Linked DNA regions of Mus musculus: region 1 is linked to region 2. A link is a contact called in public HiChIP or PLAC-seq data. All regions are on one chromosome and are shown on one strand. Each heading gives the region's core, a stretch centred on a gene start, on an enhancer-like site or on the middle of the called end of the contact. The rest is flanking DNA. Distances are from core to core; before and after follow the strand shown. Region 1 overlaps Gm42354 (a long non-coding RNA gene). Region 2 has its middle 29 kb from the start of Tmem201.

Evidence for each region. HiChIP or PLAC-seq counts read pairs in DNA pulled down with a chosen protein or histone mark.
Region 1: an H3K27ac HiChIP or PLAC-seq map of embryonic stem cells shows a contact between it and region 2, with 5 read pairs. The contact joins two enhancer-like sites. A contact is called at or near these places in 2 of 15 datasets of contacts at CTCF or cohesin (embryonic stem cells and pro-B cells), 9 of 484 Hi-C or Micro-C datasets (B cells, the HL-1 cell line, the N1E-115 cell line and 4 more), 1 of 115 datasets of contacts at active chromatin or transcription factors (embryonic stem cells) and 3 of 9 other capture datasets (adipose tissue, embryonic stem cells and liver).

Annotation. Positions count from the first base shown.
Region 1 is chr4:149,798,355-149,803,817 of GRCm38.p6, forward strand. Gm42354 (a long non-coding RNA gene) reads left to right here. Exons shown (of 3, transcript XR_881588.1): 2 at 1,958-2,119; 3 at 3,377-4,175. Among named protein-coding and RNA genes, the nearest start is that of Gm42354, 10 kb to the left of the region's middle. Within about 2 kb of position 1,902, at least 26 of the 459 cell types and tissues checked have an H3K27ac peak or open chromatin away from gene starts, as enhancers often do. A contact at or near this core is called in embryonic stem cells and pro-B cells, where this site is marked.
Region 2 is chr4:149,706,851-149,712,158 of GRCm38.p6, forward strand. No RefSeq gene overlaps it. Among named protein-coding and RNA genes, the nearest start is that of Tmem201, 29 kb to the right of the region's middle. Within about 2 kb of position 3,876, at least 148 of the 459 cell types and tissues checked have an H3K27ac peak or open chromatin away from gene starts, as enhancers often do. A contact at or near this core is called in embryonic stem cells and pro-B cells, where this site is marked.

The DNA of each region.
Region 1 (5,463 bases), core at 652-3,151, 90 kb after region 2:
CAGCTCCTGAGGTAGAGCAGCCTCCACAGTGAGGCATGGCACCTTCCCTGGTATCATCTTCTCACTGTCACCAGTGGGTGTGGAAAGAACTAGATTTAGTGACCCTCAACTCATCTGTTAACTGGTCCCTGCCATGAGCGTGTCCCTCAGTGGTTGGAATTTTGGTCCTCTGTGGTAATGTTGGGAGGTCATAGACTGTCTTACGCTCTAGGCGGCTGTCTCTTCTTCTCTCACATGCTCCTTTCAACAAGGGACCATCTGCATGTGAGTGAGAGATCCCATCTCAAAAAGCCAACAGCAACAATGGTAAATGACAAAGGAAAAGAGAGATGCAGGTCTGGAGTTCAGGGGTCAGAGGCAAGTAACTGTAGCTTTGTGACAGTTCCCAGGCCAGCTGGGAGTTTGTCTGCCTGTCTCACCAGAATAAACAAACAGGCTCCCGGGAAGTCACATGGGGCTGCCTCTCTCTGCTCCCAGCCTTCCTCCCAGCTAGCCTGGGAGCCATCAGTCCCTTGGGGGTGGGGGAGGCACTGGACTCTTGTTGGTGGGTGGTTCCTGTTGCAGTCACGCACTCTAGGCAACAGGTCTAGTTGTTAGTGAGTCTGAGCAGGGGTAGGACTTGTTTGTCTCATGCTCTGATTTTTCTCTCCACGCCCCTTTCCCCTCAGTGAGAATCTGCACTTGAACAAATCCCAGCTCAAACAATGAATGGGTCAGCATCTGTTTACCACTGCCTGACTTTTATCCCACTATCCCTTGGGACAAATATATCGACCATGAGTATCAAACGTGGGCTCATGGTGTGGGGGATGACCCTTAAAACATCTGCCCCTAACTGTGTCCTTCTTTAGACAGGGGCAGAATGGAGCTTTGTTCTTAATTTACAAGTCAGAAGGAAGTCCTCAGAGAAAGCGCCTTTCAGCACCGTCTCAAGATGGTGCCAGGATTTTCCCATTTACGGGTGGGGGGTGGGGGTGGGGGCTCTTCTACAAAAGAAATCACGAACTATTTTTCATAAAGACCACCCAGGCAGACTTTATAATACAGTTGAAACTTTTAAAAATATTTATTATTTTTAAATTTTTGAGTGCATGGGTGGGTGTGGGGGTGTGGGGTGCATGCACGCACAAAAGCACAATGCAGGTAACTTAGAGGCCAGAAGAGGGCAGATTTCTCAGAGCTGGCATTACGGGTGGTCATGAGTCATTCCTATAGGTGCTGGGAACCAAACAGTAAACCTACCATGTGTTCTAACTGCTGAGTCTCTCTCCAGTCTAGGAATTAATTTTTTTGTGTGGGGTCCAAAAAATGTCAGACTTTTGACCTCTCAGCTCTGAGGAGAGCTGGCTGGGCCAGGTGCAGCTGTCTTTCCTTAGCCTCAGAGGGAAGTGTGTGTGTGTGTGTTTGTGTGTGTAGAAGGCAGAAATTAAGAGTACATGTTTTTTTTTTTTTTCACTCAGTCTTCATATTTTTGAGACAGATTCTCTCATGGAAGTTTAGTAACTTTGTTAGGCTGACTTGCCAGTGAGTTCCAGAAGTCCACGGGTACCAGACCTCTGGCAGTCCTGGGACTCTAGATGTGCATCACATGACCGATGTGTTCACAAGGACATTGGTCATCAGAACGCAAGTCCTCGTGCTGGGCCGCAGGCGCTGCATTGACGGAGCCGGTTCCATGGTCTCTCAGGGGGTTTTTAAACTGAATAGTGATGACTGGTCTCGGGCAGTGGTCAGCCGTTGATGTGTTTACAATGGAAAGGAAGGGAAAGCGGGGAAGCTCTGACTGGCATCAGCGCCGGAGCCAGGGAGAGGTCATCGAAGCTGCAAGCAGCATCCTGGGTAGCCGCACAGGATAGCCGCTAAAGGGCGCTGGGATTGGCTGCTGTACTTCCCTGCCTCTCGGATCTGACCTTGACTCCTCTGTGACTCATTCATATCTCTTTCCACAACACTGCAGGGTCTGAGGACAGTGGCTGGCTGGATCTGGTTTACTTTTTTGTATTCCCAGAAGCAGGATGAAGGATCAGCCCAGTTTCCCAGGAAATGTGTGCGCTGTGGAGGCCGCTTGCTGTGGTCTCTGGGTTGTAGCAGAGCTCAAAGAGCTCAGAGTTAGAGAGAGGTAAGAAGCCGTGAAGGGGGGGGGGGGGCTGGAGAGATGGCTCAGCGGTTAAGAGCTCCAGAGGTCCTGAGTTCAAATCCCAGCTACAACCATCTGTAATGGTATCTGATGCCCTCTTCTGGTGTGTCTGAAGAGAGCTAGTGTGTATTCATAAAACAAAAACAAAACAATAAGAAGCTCTGAGGAGGCTGTGTGTGGGTGGAGGTGTGGGTGTGGGTGGAGGTGGGGGCTCTGCTATGGAGCCCGGAATGCACCCAGATTGCACAGTGTATGGGGTATGGATTCAGTAGGAAGATTAGACCTGCCCTGGTTCAAGCTGGTTCAAGCTGGCAGAGTCAGGGACAAGGCCCAGGTACAGCAGAGCAGTGCATTGTGGCTTAGGCTTTAATGAAATAATGAAAACAGGCCTGTGGAGGGAAAAAGGCGATCCTTCCAGTCACAGGCTCAGCCCAAGGCTAGAAAGTCATTATAGGCTAGGAGTGTCAGCAAAGGGACCCAGCACCACAACTAAGAGGGAGTTTACTAGGCATGTAAGGCTGGCTCAGTATTAGAAAGCCAATTAATAAAATTCACTGTTTGAAGAGACTGAAGAAAGAAAAAGACAAAACAAAACAATAATAAAAAACCAAAAACCAAACCACAAATAAAAAAAAAAAACAAAAACAAAGAACAAACAGACAGAAAACCCAAACCAAAACACCATGTGGCAAAAACACAAACTACATGGGGTAAAATGCTCAGCAACTAAGAGATGGAAAGGAACTTCAACATCATAATAAAAATCCACAGAGCATGGCCGATCCCAGAGTGGAAGACGAGAAGCTGGTGGCTCTCCTGCAGACAGCAGGCACAAGGCCAGCTCATCACTACTGTCTGACACCGTACGGGAAGTTTCAACCAATGCAATAAGACAAGAAAGGGAATAGCATAAAAGATTCCCCCCCTCCTCTTCTTCCTCCTCTTCCTCCCCCCTCCCCCTCCCTCCCCCTCCTCCTCTTCCTCCTCCTCCTCTTCCTCCTCCTCCTCTTCCTCTTCCTCTTCCTCATCCTCCTCCTCCTCCAGTTCCTATAACTAGCAAAAAACTGAATACAGTGAGCATAGAAAGGTTATAAGACAAACATTTGACCTGAAACCGGCAGAAATAAGGGTCCCGAATGAGGTGCTGTGTGTGAGGATCAGGTTAAGAAGCAGAGAAGACACAAAGGCAATACCTGGGGTCAGGAGGATTAAGTATAACATCTTATATACTACTTACAGGGGGGAGAACGGCCAAGCTACAGGTCAGACAGTCTTGGCAAAGAGAACACAGGATGCCTCAGACACAGCTGCCCAAGGACGGATAACTACCTCCCAGGGGGAAGAGTCCAGACCCCAGAAACCATGACAACCTTGACTCCCCTGAGGCATTGGCTGCAGCAGGTTGCAGGCCTCACCAAATCCGTTCCTGGTAAGGCCAAGGAAGAGATGCTCCCCTTGTCTTGTCATGCGGGCTTCCAAGGAAGTCTTGGATTGGCTTGGCTCCCTGCAAGCACGCGTAGATAAAGTCATTACCTTCCTAATGCATGTATCAGACAAGTGGGATTTGAAATTAAAAGCATGGCCAAGACAGCTCAGTCAGTCAACAGGGTCTAAAGCAAGGGAGTGAGGATTGGAAAAGAAGAAAAACAATTAGACAAAATTATAGCATGACTCCAGTCTGCACTGAGGCTGAAATAGCCTAGATACATCCAAAAACCATGGTCAGCTCTTAGATCAAAGACAAAGCAATCAAGCCAAGTAGTGAATAAAGAGATCACACGGGATAGTGATTAAGTGGTCAGCAAAGAGATCACACAAGGCATTAATTCAGCAAAGCAGTAAACAAAGCCCCGTGGTCACCGTTTCTGACATGCTTAGCTGAGCCGACTTCCTTGTTCGAGCCCAGTGACAAATGCCAAATTCCTAGAAGCGGCACCAAGAGCCCTCAACAAAAGCATATTACTACTAGGTCAGCGACATGGTTCACTGGGTAAAAGCACTTGCAGCTAAGACTGTGTACTGGTTTTGTGTGTCAACTTGACACAAGCTGGAGTTAGCACAGAGAAAGGAGCCTCCCTGAGGAAATGCGATCCAGCTGTAAGGCAGTTTCTCAATTAGTGATCAAGCGGAGAGGGCCCATTGTGGGTGGTGCCATCCCTGGGCTGTTAGTCCTGGGTTCTATAAGAAAGCAAGCTGAGCAAGGCAGAAGAAGCAAGCCAGTAAGGAACATCCCTCCATGGACTCTGCATCAGCTCCTGCTTTCTGACCTGCTTGAGTTCCAGTCCTGACTTCCTTTGGTGATGAACAGCAATGTGGAAGTGTAAGCTGAATAAACCCTTGCCTCCCCAACTTGCTTCTTGGTCTCCATGTTTTGTGCAGGAGTAGAAACCCTGACTAAGACAGGCTGTGACCTGAATCTGATTCCCAGGACCCACACGGTGGAAAGAGAGAACTGACTCTTGCAAGTTATCCTCTGATGGGCGCATGTGCGCTATAGCACACACACCGCCCCTCCCCCCGCCAATTATGCACAAATGTAATAAAAAGCTTAAAACTATTACCAATTGTATTAGAACTTCAAAAATGAAATATTAAGATACAGATCTGTGCAAGATCCACATAGGGAAATCTACAGACGGGAACTGGGGAGCTGGCTTAGCCGTCAGGAGCACCTGCTGCTTGTCTGGTTTGACTGTTGTTGTGATAAACACCATGACCAAAGGCAACACCACCCACAGTGAGATGGGCCATTACATATCAATCATCAATCAAGAAAATGTTCTACAGATTCATCTACAGGCTGGTCAGATGGAGACATTTTCTCTATTGATGTTTCCTTTCCCAGGTGATCCTAGCTTGGGTCAAGTTGATGAAAATAACTGTTCATCACAGACATCAAAAGCCAGCCCCAAAGCACTCTGGACTTCGGTAGATAACTGATGTTGTCAGTGTAGATTGTGGCCATGGCAGATGGCTGTGGGGTGCTGGGGCTGGAAGTGTGCAGTTTCTCCGGAGGGTTCAGCTCTCTGCTGCGAACCTAAAACTGCCTCGAAAAAGTAGTCTATAAAGAACAGAAAAGCCTGGTGTGGTGGTGCTTGCCTGCAATCCCAGCACCTAAGAGGCTGTGCAAAGGATCAAAAGTTCGAGGCCAGCCTGGGCTATATAGGCACGCTCTGTCTCAAAACCAAAACCCAAGTGAACAACCAACAAAAGTCCCAAAGTCCAAACAAAACCAGTCAGCTAACCGGCCAAACCCTAGTTCTTCACTACTGAAAAGTTGGGGGTTGGGATTCAAGGGGGACACTGAGGTGGACCGTCTATTAGGT
Region 2 (5,308 bases), core at 2,626-5,125:
GACTGAGAACAAGACAGAGAGTAGAGAGAAAGAAAGAAAATGGTGGTTCAGGGATTAAAGGGACAACAGGAAGTGGAAGAGAGCTAAATCCTTTGTTCAAGGAGATAAACAGATTAAAGATATTAAATGGGGGGCTGGAGAGATGGCTCAGCAGTTAAGAGCATTGTCTGCTCTTCCAAAGGGTCTGAATTCGATTCCCAGCAACCACATGGTGGCTCACAACCATCTGTAGTGGGATCCAATGTCCTCTTCAGGTGTCTGAAGAGAGCAACAGTGTATTCACAGACATAAAATAAATAAATATTTTTTAAAAATAGATCTTAAATGGAATTAAGGAGATGATGACCTCAGGGAAGACTCCATGCAACTAAGCTTCCATCCTGTGAAAAGGAATTAAAGAACATGTTAGGCACAGTGGTACACGGCTTTAGTCCCAGCACTCCGAAGACAGAGGCAGGCAGATCTCTGAGTTTAAGGCTAGCCTGGTCTACAGAGGAACCGACAAGCTCAGGCAGTGAAGGAAACTATCCGAAGCAGAAAGCTGGTGATGATGTCATTGAACAAGGGGGCCATGGTCCAGCCCCAGCAAGCTGCAGAACGCGGCAGTTTTGGCCATGTGGTTCTGGCCTTAGAGTCAATGATAGAAAAAGGAGAATGTGGAATCTCTGAGACTAAGGAAAGCCGCAGAGGCCAGGCTTGTGTGGCAGGGCTGTCTCTGCATGGAGGTCATTGCATGAAGCTGTGAAGGTGGAGCCTGGATTGCCTTGAGGACCCCCAAGAGGTTAGAGATGCTGGAGTTGTGGGCTCCTGTCAAGGAGAGCTGCTGACAGGGAGTGGAACTGGCCCAAGAGAAAGACGTATATTGCAGACGACAAAGCTGAAAGGAGTGTGAGACATGACGTCAGGGCACGGAGATGAAAAGCTTGGCGTTTGCCCAGTTGGGCTTGGTCTTCTTTGGTCCAGGGTTTTCCCCACTGTGGTCCCGTCCCTGCGTTTTGGAATGGCAATGTCTACCCCGGGGCCGTTATAGTTTGGAAGCACAGGATCTGTTCTGTGATTTTGATTTTATAGGGGGTGACAGTTAAGAGACTGCCATGAATCTCAGAAGAGAATTTTAAACATTGTTGAAACTGTGGTAGACTATGGGGACTTGGAAGTTGGACTAAACACATTTTGCATTTTGCTATGGCTACAAGCCTATGGAGGCTGGGGAGTGGGATGTGATGGTTGACAGAGGACTGGCCCCTGTAGACTCATGTGTTTGGATACTTGCCCACAGGGAGTAGCGTTATTAGGAGGTAGGATATGTTGAAGGATATGTGTCACTGTGGGCTCGGGCTTTGTCTTCTATGCTGTAGCCACATCTAGACACAGTCTCCTTCTCCTGCCTTCAGATCAAGATGTAGAACTCTCAGCTCCTTCTCCAGCACCATGTTGGCCTGCAGGCTGCCATGCTTCCTGACATAATGGACTAATAATGGACCAAACCTCTGATTAGGTTAAATTAAATGTTTTTCTTTATAAGAGTTGCCATGGTCATACTGTCTCTTCACAGCAATAAAGCCCAAACTGAGACGGGAGTCCATCTGTAATTTCCCAGGGAATGCTATGAGAACCAAAGAAAATAGGAAATTAGCTGACTTGAGGCCAGGCAAGGGGAAGTAGGGAATTCTCTGTTCTTGGCTTGGAGGCTGGCCACCCGTATTACATGGTACCAGACCGGCTCTGCTAGGATCATTGGCCTCCTGTGACTTCCAGGTTGGGACAACCATTAAGAAACTTAGTAACAAGATAGGCAGGCTTGTACTTATGTCTACCAGCCTTCCTAGGTGCTGTAAGACTAGGTTCAGGATTATTCTGTCTGTTCAAGAAAAAGAAAGAGAGCTGGGGTGTAGGTCTTATACAGTGCTTGTGGAGTAAGCCCAAGACCCCAGCACCTGCTTCTACCTCCCTGATGTGGGGATTAAAGGAGTCCACCACCACTGGCCAGTTTATATTTAACTTTGTAAAGGTATATTCTTTTTTCCCCGCCTAGAGTCAAAGACTACTAAGGCTCAAATACATGGCAGAAGACACACCCTATGTGGAACCCTAAACTGGCACACTGCTCCCGGCAAGGGAACAGATTTCTTTAAGAAGAGCCATCATCGGGCTGATGACTCTGACCACTGGTCCCTGTAAACTATCTCCTCCTGTTAGACAGCAAGCCTGGGGCCTTCTGGAAACTGCTGGAGGGGAAGTCATCTTCCAAGAAATGAAAGAGAAAGCCTTCCACGCCCATCTGGAAAATGGTTTCCCCATCCCACCCTTGAGCTGACAACTCTTCCTCTACTGCTTGGAAGCCCACACCCTGGGGCCTGCCCACTTTAAGGCTAAAGATTCAAGTGGACAGGATTTCAAGGCATTGGCCTAGACAAGAGGTATGACTCCAAATAAACATTGCAGAGATGGGGCTGGAGAGACAATGCTGACCTTAGGAGCTGGTTCTGTTTGTTTTTGCAGAGGACTCAAGTTTGCTTCTCCCATTGAGCAGTCCACAGCTGCTTGTAACTTCAGCTCCAGGGGATCTGATGTTCTCCTATGGCCTTTGCAGGGATTGCTACATAGACACATATATACACGTAATTTTTCATCTTAGTATATGTATTTATTTTATTCTTCTGGCTATGAGTGTTTTGCCTGCTTGCACACACACACACACACACACACACACACACACACACACACACACACCACATGTGTGCCTGATAAACATGGAGGTCAGAAGACCGCAACTAGAGTTACAGGTGGTTGTGAGTCACCATGTAGATGCTGGGAACCAAACCTGGGTCCTTTGCAAGAGCAGTCAGTGCTCTTAGCCACTGAATTTCTCCAGCCCCTATACACATTTTATTTTATTTTAGACAGGGTTTCTCCGTGTAGCTCCTGGACCTTGCTCTGAAATCCAGACTGGCCTCAAACTCAGAGAGAGATCCACCTGCCTCTGTCTCCTGTTTTGTTTTGTTTTGTTTTTTTCGAGACAGGGTTTCTCTGTGTAGCCCTGGCTGTTCTGGAACTCACTTCGTAGACCAGGCTGCCCTGGAACTCAGAAATTCGCCTGCCTCTGCCTCCCAAGTGCTGGGATCAAAGGCGTGTGCCAACACTGCCTGGCAGTGGTGTTCATCTTTAATCCCAGCACTCAGGAGGTAGAGGCAGGCGGATCTCTGAGTTCGAGGCCAGCCTGGTCTACAAAGTGAGTTCCAGGACAGGAAGGGATACACAGAGAAACCCTGCCTCAAAAAACAAAAACAGGGGCTGGTGAGATGGCTCAGTGGGTAAGGGCACCCAACTGCTCTTCCGAAGGTCCGAAGTTCAAATTCCAGCAACCACATGGTGGCTCACAACCACCCATAATGAGATCTGATGCCCTCTTCTGGTGTATCTGAAGACAACTACAGTGTACTTACATATAATAAATAAATAAATCTTTAAAAAACAAACAAAACAAAACAACAAAAAACCAAAAACAACAACAACCACAACAAAAAGAATACCACCATGTTCTACCAGAGCCCTGTACACATAACTAAGCAAAGTATAAATTTCAGGTAATCCACTAGGGCTTTATGATGGATGGAGATCTGAGAAGCAAACTGTGTCATCCCATCCTTAGGGACATGGCTCTGCCAAAGTCCCGGCACCAGGCAGGGAATGGCCATGGCCATCACAGCTCTACAAGAAAAAGCCTGGCCAAGAAATTCTCAGGCAGGGCTAGAAGAGAGTCCCACAATGGCTAACTTCCCTGTGGGCGGAGCCTGGGGCAGCCTTGCTTCCTTACACGGGTAAGCCCAGACAAGCTAACATCAGAGCACAGCTTTCCACATCGCTTCTGTGCCTCTGCTCTACAGAGTCTGGTGTGGTTAACTGACTGATCGTTCATACACTGAGGAGTCCTAGGGAGCCACCTAGAGGAGGGACAGCAAAACAGGAGAGGGGCAGAAGGTAGGGCTGAGGACAGAACCATTAAAGAGGGCAACAGGAATGAGGATGTCTTAGAAAAGCAGAGGAGGGGCTGGACAGGTAGGTGGCTCAGCAGTTAAGAGCACTGACTGATCTTCCAGAGGACGTGAGTTCAATCAAAAAATAAAAAATAAATAAAAAATAAAGGAAATCTAAAGAGATTGAACAAGCGTGCATGTGCTTGCTTGTGTGCTGTGTGTGTGTGTTTCTGTGTATATGTGTGCATGTGCTTGCTTGTGTGCTGTGTTTGTGTGTGTGTATGTGCTTGTCTCTCTTATGTTTGTGTTTCTCTGTGTTGTGTGTGCTGTGTGTTTCTGTATGTGGCTCTGTATTGTATATGGTGTATGTGTCTGTTTTTCATGTTGTGCATTTTATACATTTTATATATGTGTATATATGTGTATTTGTGTATGTCTGTTGGTATATTAAGTGTGTGTGTTATGTTTGTGTATATATGTGTCTTGTCTTGTATTGGTGTGCACGTTGTATATGTGTGTGTATTGTGGATGATATGTGTGTGTCTGTTTGTGTGTTGTATGTATGTGTGTGTTAAGCAAGACCAAAACAGGATGAACTCACATGGACACAGTTAGCTTCTAGCCTGTTAGTCTGGCCTGTTTTTGGCAACTCTTCCCCTTTGTAATCAAGAAGGTGGGCAACCAGCAGACAAACTTGACTCATGGCCATAACTTACTGGACCAGAATGGAGGCTCGGATTCCAGCGAGGCCAATCAAGTCCTTCCCAGAAAAGTAGACTTGGGACCTGTTGAAGAGACCCAGGATAGGTCAGCTAGGTGGGTGTCGCAAGTGGGGACAGGTGAGGGTGCCTCAGTCTCTGGCTCTCACCAGAGCTGCCAGTACCTGTAATGCTGTCACATGCATATTTGACCTTTGTCCAGTCGCCTGCACTCAGCTCCTAACGTCCTGGAAAATTCTGCAGTGGTGTCTTTCTGTGGCCAGGGCTGACCAGGCCTGAGGGCTGCTGGACAGTCTGAGGATGGGGCTGGCTGCTAAGGGAAACTAACTAGCTGTGTGGAGAGGGTGGGAACTTTCAGCCCTGCCCTCCCTCCAGCTTACTGAGAGGGGAAGAAGGTCTAGATGTCACCAGCCGCTCCCACATAAATCCTCAAGAGAACAGGGGGATCTTTGTCGTTTGTTTTGAGAAAAAAATCTCATGGATCCTAGACTGGCCCCAAACTCACTACAGAGCTGAGGCGGACACTGATCCTCCTGCCCAGGCCTCTGAAGTGCTAGGATTACAGGCCCCTGGCTTTCTGGGATGCTGGGGCTTCCTGGGTGCTAGGCAACA